Regions from separate parts of the Mus musculus genome. Here region 2 is linked to region 1. A link is a contact called in public promoter capture Hi-C data. All regions are on one chromosome and are shown on one strand. Each heading gives the region's core, a stretch centred on a gene start, on an enhancer-like site or on the middle of the called end of the contact. The rest is flanking DNA. Distances are from core to core; before and after follow the strand shown.

Region 1 (4,245 bases), core at 1,172-3,671:
AATGAGAGCATCAATGGTTCATCCTCCAGGAGTGCAGAGGAGGGGCACAGGGAATAACAAATGATAGAGAGAAATATTAATTGGCACACACCAGCTTCACCAGAGACTGTGTGGAATATCCTTCTTCTTCTTTGCTCTAAACACCTTGTAAGTACCTTCTGAACACGAGAAAACTGATGTAGGAGACAAAAAATAAGGAAGTGTGGATGGAGGACATAGAGCTTGTGTAGGACCTCAGCCCATAGACAAACGTTGGAGGACTATCAGAGGCTTAGGGTGATGTGATGGAAAGCTCCTGCCTGTGTGCAGAGTCCCCAGACCCCCTCTAGCAAGTTGCCTTTCACAGTCCTCATCCCTCTAGCTCTAACATCATCAAGGCGAACCATCAGTTATTCAGACTGGAATTGAACAAATTTAATTGCAAAGAATTAAATAAGTTGTAGATCAATACTTTCTGAATGATCAATTAATCATTCCGCGTAATTAAAACAACCAATCCTTAATACCGTTCAGTTATATTTTAGTGTTCAAGTTTCAACTTCAGAGCTTTGAGGCAATTGTATCGATTGTGGCTCTACTTTTCTTGGTAACCAGATAATTGATTAACCAGCACGCCTTGTTATAGGATACCTGGTTTAATGAATGTGGCCTCAAGTAAGAAGGCAAGTGGCATCCAGTTTGGGCTTGTTTCAGGATGTTATAAGCTGGACATTGCACTCTGTCATGAGGTGCCACATGTCATACTGCGGTCCTTTTTTATGAAAGAAGATTCTCAGGAAAATAGGTGGCTGGAATTACAGAGTCAGTACGTGGATGAACTCAAGGGGTCCTTTAAAATTGCATTTTAACTTTCATATTCACCACACAAGGTTTACAAGTTAACTTATTCCTAGGATGCTTAGCAAATTGTCCATAGGATTCAAGGATGAAAGGGTTTTTGGCTACACGCATGGACACTGGTGTCATTAGAGCAGTGAATTATACACTAAACACTTTGCAATCTGCTTCTCCCAAGTCTATCACCTTTGAAATCAGTACTAATAACCTAGAGACTGCTGGTCCCAGCAGTCAGCCCTGGTGAGTCATGGTTAAATTTAAGTTCCACTCGTGTTACCTGGGCATCATAAAGATAGGGATGTGATAGCTTGTGGCTACCTGTGTACATGCTGCACAGGTCCTAGGTGATATATGCACCATTTTGCTTTTTTCTCTCAGGCTCCAGTGCTGCAGGAACTATGGTTTGAAACACACATTGAAACTTAATTCCCACAGTAACAGAACTGACCTGAAGGCTAATTAAGGCTTTGAGACAGATCAACAATTTTCTTATCATAACACCTACTCTGCTCATCACTATGGGCTCCCTTGCCTTACAGTCTGTATCCTTACAGTGCGATACTTATTGAGTTCCTCTTTCTTAGTGATAGGAAGTCAGCACATGGATCTGGAGTTCTTCCAGACAATGCCCAAGTCCCCAGCCTGTAGCTATGATCTCAAGGGTACTTAACGTTCATTTGATGAACAAACACATGTTGTGACTATCTCCCAGGCCACAGACTTCTTCTATGAAATCCAAGGGTTGAAAGTTGGGTGATTTTTGAATTCCTTTTAGGTGACATCACTTCATGGCAACCTAGGAATTCCTTGCCTCTACCCCTTCTTTTGGGGGGCAGGGGGAGGTTCTCTATAGGATATATCACCCTTGGGTATGTTATATATTTTCCCCATTCACCTTTCCCAGCTAGAATGCAAGACCAATGCTACACCCATTTGTCATTCATTGTACATATTGATTTATCTCTAGAGATAGGCATGCATGTGCCCAAAAAACATCACTATACAGGAGCCTATTGAGTGAAAAAAGAACTCCATATTTCCAAAGGAAGAAACTGAGACTTCAGTGGCATATCCAAGTGATTTGTGCAGCAAGTGATGGAGTTTGCCTTAAACAGACTCAGCCTGACTCAGGAGCCCAGGCTCTTAGCAAGTGTTCTGCACAGATGAGCTCAATTAATTGGACGAGTTTTTCAGGGGACACATAATGCAATTTAGGTGTTAAAAATGGGGGAGTTTGTGGTGCTACTGCTATAGCTTGCTTGGCAAGAGATGGATGTGTGGCTGATAGGGGAAACTGATATGATTTTCAACAAAGCCCACAAATTAATCATACTTAATGAATGTGACTAATGCATTAAAGGAAGGGGCGATTAAAATATTAGCATGTCTGAACTCCTCCTCCCTGGATAATTTCGTCTCCTCCCTAGGGTTACCATATTTCAAAGAGGTAGGGGTGCAGAATCACAGAAATGGAGCTTATGGAACAGAAATGCATTTTAAATGGCTTAAATTGGGAACAGTCTGTGCCGTTCTCAAGCGGCTGTCAGTCTTCACGTCTCACTGCTCAATCGAGGGACGTGGGCTGAGTGGGGGAAGCTGAAGCTGTCACATAGCTGGGGACTGGAGATGGGAAGCCAGGCATTTCCCTGTGTAATGGTGTGGAAACAGGAGACAGGCATGGGGTCCCATCGCAGGGAGGCAGTTGCCATTCTGTGTAGCTCAAGGTGACATGGAAATGGCTAAGGATGAATGTCTCCCAGGGTGGGCCTCACAGGCTTTGAACATTATCCCAGCCCACAGACATGAAATGCCAAGTTACCAATAAGGGGACAAGCAGTGGAGAATCTTAACTGTGTCTATAGAACTCCCTGCTCTACCCACACCCATCGGCTCGGTGAAGCTTCTCAGAATATACCTTAGAATATTGGAGCCAAGACAGTCCATTTGCCAGTTGACATTTTCCTATTTTGGGAAGTATTTCAAGCTTTCTCCAAGAACAATGGCAGCCTGAGGGACCACATTCAGAAGCCTCAGTGGGTAGGCAGGGATGACTGAGTGAAATGGCCACAGTGGGAAAGGAAAGGATTCAGACCTGCAAGCAAGCATCTTCCTTAACTGATGACATCCCTTGTCTTTTGGGGGAGGGGGGGAGGCAGATGAAGACCCAGGCTTAGTGGGACCAGATCTCCAAGTTTTGAAGAAAAACCAAATGTGTGTTAGTTTCACACCACAGCTATAGGTCAGACGATGGTTAGAACAGCACAAGCTTATTATTTTGCAGTTGTGGTGGTCAAAACAGATGTGTCTGCAAGGCTGCATTTCTGCTGGCAGCTGGAGTGGAACCATTGTTTCTAACCTTTCTAGCCCTAGCATTTACATCCCATAGTCTAGAACCTCACCCTGCAAATGTTCATTTCTTTCAAGTTATGTTGGCTTATTCGGATGTGTATGTAGGCATACACTCATGCATTCTCATCCAGATCAGAGGACAACTGTCAGGAATTTGTTCTCTCTATCTGCCATGTGTGTGTGTGGGCCCTGGGGATTAAATACAGGTCTTCAGGCTTGGTGTGTCAAGAGTCTTTTTCCACTGAGCCATCTCATTGTCCCCTCCAACCATGTTTAAAGCCTAGAGCTTAGTATCTTTCTCCTCTCTGACTTCTTGATTTTTTTGTGATAATCCTATGATATATGGTTTTATAGGACAATTCAGGGTGATCTTCTGTCTCAAGCTCTGAATCATGTCTACAGAGCTTCTTTGCCACAGAAGTAACAACAGACAAGGTCTCAGGTTCCAGGGTCTAGGATGAGGCACTGGAGGAGAGAATAGTCTTAGTTTGTTGTCAACTACTGTGATAAACACTATGATTAAAAGTAACTCAGAGAGGGAAGTGTCCATTTCAATTAACAGCTTGCAGTCCATCATGAAGTTGAGAGACCAGGAGTTAGACTTTCTACTAGTCACACAGATAGGGAGAGGGACCATTGTTAGGTAATAAAGGTGCGAGTTTCCAGTATGACCAGATTCTTCCTCACCCTCTATTTTGAGACAAAAAAGCCTGACATCTTAAAACAAAGGCCTTGTAGGCTTTTGTCTCCCATCAGTAGGTCTCCTATGGGTGGACTGGCTCAAAAATGTGAAGGTCTGCTTTTTTTCTCTGTGCCTGCCCTGTGTGTGTTTTCTCATCCCAACAAACACCTTCTTCCTTCACCTGTGGATCCTGTCTGAGGTGCTTCCAATCTCTCTGCTGCTACTTATTGCACTTCAGAGTTTCCCTGCCTTTTGATTATTTTAAATTGAAAATAGAATTTTTTTTCTTATACAATACATCCCAACCACAGACTCTCTTCCTTCCAGTCCTCCTAAATCTTCCACCCTCCTCCCTGAACCTTCCTTCTCCTCCAGAC
Region 2 (4,245 bases), core at 1,059-3,558, 240 kb before region 1:
GTTTCTCAGACCCTATGGAAGCTAGAGGTGAGTGACCTGCTGGCTACCATGCTCTAGTACCCTCTTCTCTACCACATAAACACAATCTGAAGGAGCTGAACTCCTTGGCCCTGGGACCCCAGAGTGGCAGAAGAGAGCCTGCCAGAATCAAGTGATCTGCTTTTTTTCTCACGCTAGCACCCATCAGAGTATAGTCCCAAAGCTAGCTTGCATGAGCAGGAAAATTGGGCCAGGTGTGTGTAGGTTTTCAGGGGCTGGGCGAGAAGGGGAAAGAGTGATAAAGAACCTATAGCATCCGGGGACATCCGTTTACTTTGTCAATACTGTGGAGATACAGAGGACGGGAGGTGGCTGAGCGACAGGGCAGCGCCCTGTGGAGGTACCCCTCACTTCCACTGGAAGAAGTCGGGTAAGCACGGGTGCAGCGAAGGGCAGCGGATTACCTTGCTCCGGGCGCCCGGCACGCTGAGCGCCAGCTCGTGTAACAGCTCCCGGGGAGGCTCCTTGAGGTACCACCACTGAATCTCCAGCGAGTAAGAGGTGGCTCCGCTGGCCCGGAACGCGCAGGGCATTTCGATATCGTCACCCTCTCGCACGGTTACATCTTTGGGGACTTCGGTGAATGTAGCTGGGGGCGGGAGAGAGAGGCGTGACCAGGGGATAGGCGAGGTGGGGGTAGGGTTGGGAGAGCTTGGGGCTACCCGAGGCTGAGGCGGTCGGTCTCCTGCTACCGGGCCTTGGGCTCACCCACACTCCTGTCCCCAGCTACTAAGTGACCCTGGGCGAGAGGCTCCAGCAAAGTTCAGGGAGCAGCTGCAAAGGTGGCAGCGGGGGTCCGCCACTTGCTGCAGGCTACTCCCCTCCAGGTCGTGCAGGGTTTAGGGGAGGTAGGGCCGTATCACTGGAGCTGGGCTGGGAAGCGCCAACTCTGGCTTGCTGCAGGCCTCCTCTGCTTAGCGGGGACTGGGTGAAAGGACTCCCTAAGCGGACGCCACAGCTGCAGAGACCCTCTTCTGCGCTCGTGCTCCTACCCACTCCCAGCCTGGGTTGCACACCCGAATTGCTGGAGACCGTAAAGCCTGCCGCTTCCTTTCCTCCTCCGCGGTGGCCAGCGGGCAGACTTCCGTGGCCTTAGCAAAGGGTCCCCTGAGCCCATCGCGGCCGCGAAGTTCCCGCGCTCACCGTCGGCCACGAAGAGCAGCAGGCTGTGCAGTAGCAGAGGTAGCAGGTATCCGAGGGCGCCGAGCCGGTTCCGCTGTTCCATCTCCCGCAGGGTTGCGGCGGCGGCGGGGGCCCGGCGCGGAGAGGCGGCGGCGGCGGCAGCTTGGGCTCGGCTCCGGCTCGAGCTCCGGCTAGGACGCCTCGGAGCCTGCCATGGCCCCGCACGGCGCCCCCTCCCCTGGCCGCCGGCGGCCGCCAATCAGCCCAGCTTCCTTGCCGGCTGGCCCGGCGCGGCTCCGGCGGGGGGCGCTACGCGGGGGACGCAGGAGACGAGGTCCCTCCAGGAGGATCCTTCGGTCTGTACCTCCTTCAGTCCGGTGCTCCACAGGAGAATAGGGATCCGCAGTTCAGACTCTGGCGGGCGGGCCAGGAAACTGCCGGACTGCGCCAGGATCCATCCTTGGAGAAGGGAGTGAGTGCCTGTAAGGCACCAACGTCTGCCTCCTGGTCTCCTTCTGGCTGGGCTCCCGACTGCCACCTCCTCCGACTCCCGGGGAGCTCTCCCGCCGCCGCCCCCGCTGGTTTCTCCACCGCTCACTCTTCAAGGCGAGTGGGCGCTCAGCCGCGGCGTGCAGACCTGGCGTCCGACCGTAGCGCAGCGCGGGGAGAGCGGGTCCAGCGTGGCCGACCCGCAGCCCGAGAGAGGCGGGGAAAGGGGGGAGGGGAGAGGAATGGAGGGGGCGGTCAGTGGCTGGGTGGCGAGCAGCCTCCTCCACAGCATCACCCCCGCCCTCCTCTCGGAGTCCGCCCCGCCCCTACCCCGTCGTCCCCCACCTCCCGCCCCCGCCGCGGGGTCATTCGTAGCGACCACCATCTCTCTAGCTGCAGCGCAACCCCACCCCGCGTCTGCTTTGCTTAGGGGGTCCTCCCACCCAAACTCCTGGCTTCTTCCCAGTGTCCATCTCTGGAGACAGCTGCTCCACCCTGCTTTCTGTGTGTCCCCCACCCTCTCCGCAGCCCCCAGTGTCTCCAACTCCTTACCCAGGTTTGGACCACGAGCCACGCCACTCTTTGGCCCAGACCCGGGCCATGGCGGGTGGGTGGGCTCCAGGGGAATGCAAGAAGGGAGGAGTGCTATGTCCGGCCAGCAGCAAGACCAAGTGACAGTGAAGACTAGGAGTCCGCAGTGTGGGAACAAGAACTGAGCGTCCAGCGCCGGGCGAGCAGGTGCCTGTGGCGCGGAGCGCACCAGGGAGCCAGCAGGCAGTGGCCGTGAGTGACAGCAGAGGTGGTGCGGGTGGGGTGAAATGGGGAGCGCCGGGCACGACTCAGGGCTCAGGAGGTTTCTGGGTGGGGACCGTCTTCCTGCCCAGAGAGAGGGCTAGTCCCTGTGTCCTTGCAAGCAAGCTCTTCCTGGCCATTTCCCACTCTGTACCCAAAGCAAAGGGGATCCTCCAGCCCCCGGGTGGAAGCAGGCAGAGGTGGAGTACACGTTCCAGAGCCCATCCTCCACGCTTGCATCTTCTGTATCCCTGAACCTTCCCTGGCCTTCACCTAGAATGGGTCATATCTTTTAGCCACCTAGAGAGTTCAGTCTGCCTTCCTAAGGGGTGTGTGGGTGGATGAGATAGTTCAGTCCAGGCACAAGGGCTTGGGAGAGCCATAGAGCTCTCCTTGGGTCTCTCTCTTCCTCAAGGGATCCCCCAGCTAGTGGTCTGGTCTGGTCTCATTACTTGGCTTTATCTTAACTTATGGAGGCACATCCCAGTGAACTTCCCCTGAATGCTAGAGCTCTCCAAGTATCTCTGACAATGAGCTACTGGTTAGTGAAGACAGAAGACCAAAAAGGAAATAATTTCCCAGTGGCCACCCTTGTCTAAGACAACAGGAACACAGTTCCAGAGAAGAAGCTGGTAGCTCTTTGTAAGCTTTCCCCTCACCAGTGAGGACCACGGGCACTGCATTCTTCTGCCCCTCCTCTTCCTTATGTGGCCAATGGGTCATTTTCACCCTGTGGTCACTCGCTGATGCTCTGTGAGCAGAAAGCCTTGTAGACCTTTCATTCAGGGTCCCCATTGCCTGTTCCCTCTACATATATGTATACATACTTTGGCCTGCCTCCCCCTGAACATTCCACCACTCTTTAGAAACCACCATAGGTCTGTGAATGCAAGACCTTGCAGGTCTCTTGCCGTCCTCAGCTTTTGAAGGGAGGGGGCAGACTTGCATCGTGCTACACAGGAGGACCATGGCAGGTTTCTAAGGGAGCAGTTGGAGAATTGATTCCAAGCAGGGATATGATGACATGAGCTATCCCACTGTGCATTGGCTTGTTTGGAGAGGCAGTGAGTTTCTCTCCCAGTACCAGATTCAATCAAGGACTGATGGCCAGTGACCAGGCTTGCTGGAGGGATGCCAGCAGCTACAGGGAGGTACGCTTTGGTCACTCTGAAGGTCTGTGGATTCTTTCCACCCGTTCTGTCTGGTGGGGATTTTTTTGCCTGTGTCATACGTTGGTGTTACTGTCGTAGTAGAATAATAGTAATAGCTGCTTGACATCGTGTGCGTGTCACATAGCAGACACTGGGTGCACACTTTCTATGCATCAGTTCTCAACATGACAGCTAAGAGGTCCTTATCAAACCTATAAGACCACCCTCTCCTACTCAGAAGCCTACAGTGGCTCCCGCTCCAGTCAGTACAAATACCAGGGGACTCCCAAGGTCAACTGATTGCCTTCTTCATCTTTACCTTTCCCTCCCTTCTATCCTTCCCCTGGCTCCTCTCTGGACAAGATCCTCCCTCCTGCAGTGCAACACACTAGGCCCACCCTAGGGCCTTTGCATCAGCTACGCTATCTGGCTAAGATATACCTCTTCCTAATATTCATGCTCTGATTTTTGTAAGGAGGACACTTTCTTAGCTAGGCTCACCTACCTCTAACTGATGTTTAACTCTGCAGTCTGGAGCTCCCTCCCTCAGGGCTCCCTGTTTGTCTTTATGTCCCTTTCCTTGGAAGTAATCACCTTCCGTAATACGATTCAATGTCTTTTACTTATTGTCGTCCTTGGTTAATGTCTGCAA

The links. Promoter capture Hi-C pulls out the DNA fragments that hold promoters and counts their contacts.
Region 2: a promoter capture Hi-C map of hippocampal neurons shows a contact between it and region 1, with 5 times the contacts expected there. The contact joins the promoter of A230077H06Rik here to the enhancer-like site in region 1. A contact is called at or near these places in 1 of 39 promoter capture datasets (hippocampal neurons), 3 of 484 Hi-C or Micro-C datasets (nephron progenitors and uterus), 2 of 115 datasets of contacts at active chromatin or transcription factors (astrocytes and craniofacial prominence) and 2 of 9 other capture datasets (adipose tissue and embryonic stem cells).

Annotation. Positions count from the first base shown.
Region 1 is chr7:40,653,372-40,657,616 of GRCm38.p6, reverse strand. No RefSeq gene overlaps it. Among named protein-coding and RNA genes, the nearest start is that of 4933402C06Rik, 19 kb to the left of the region's middle. Within about 2 kb of position 2,421, at least 16 of the 459 cell types and tissues checked have an H3K27ac peak or open chromatin away from gene starts, as enhancers often do. A contact at or near this core is called in hippocampal neurons, where this site is marked.
Region 2 is chr7:40,896,387-40,900,631 of GRCm38.p6, reverse strand. It overlaps A230077H06Rik (RIKEN cDNA A230077H06 gene), which reads left to right and starts at 2,308. Exons shown (of 5, transcript NR_040329.1): 1 at 2,308-2,433. It overlaps Vstm2b (V-set and transmembrane domain containing 2B), which reads right to left and starts at 1,354. Exons shown (of 5, transcript NM_021387.3): 1 at 1,183-1,354; 2 at 444-628. The coding sequence starts at 1,264.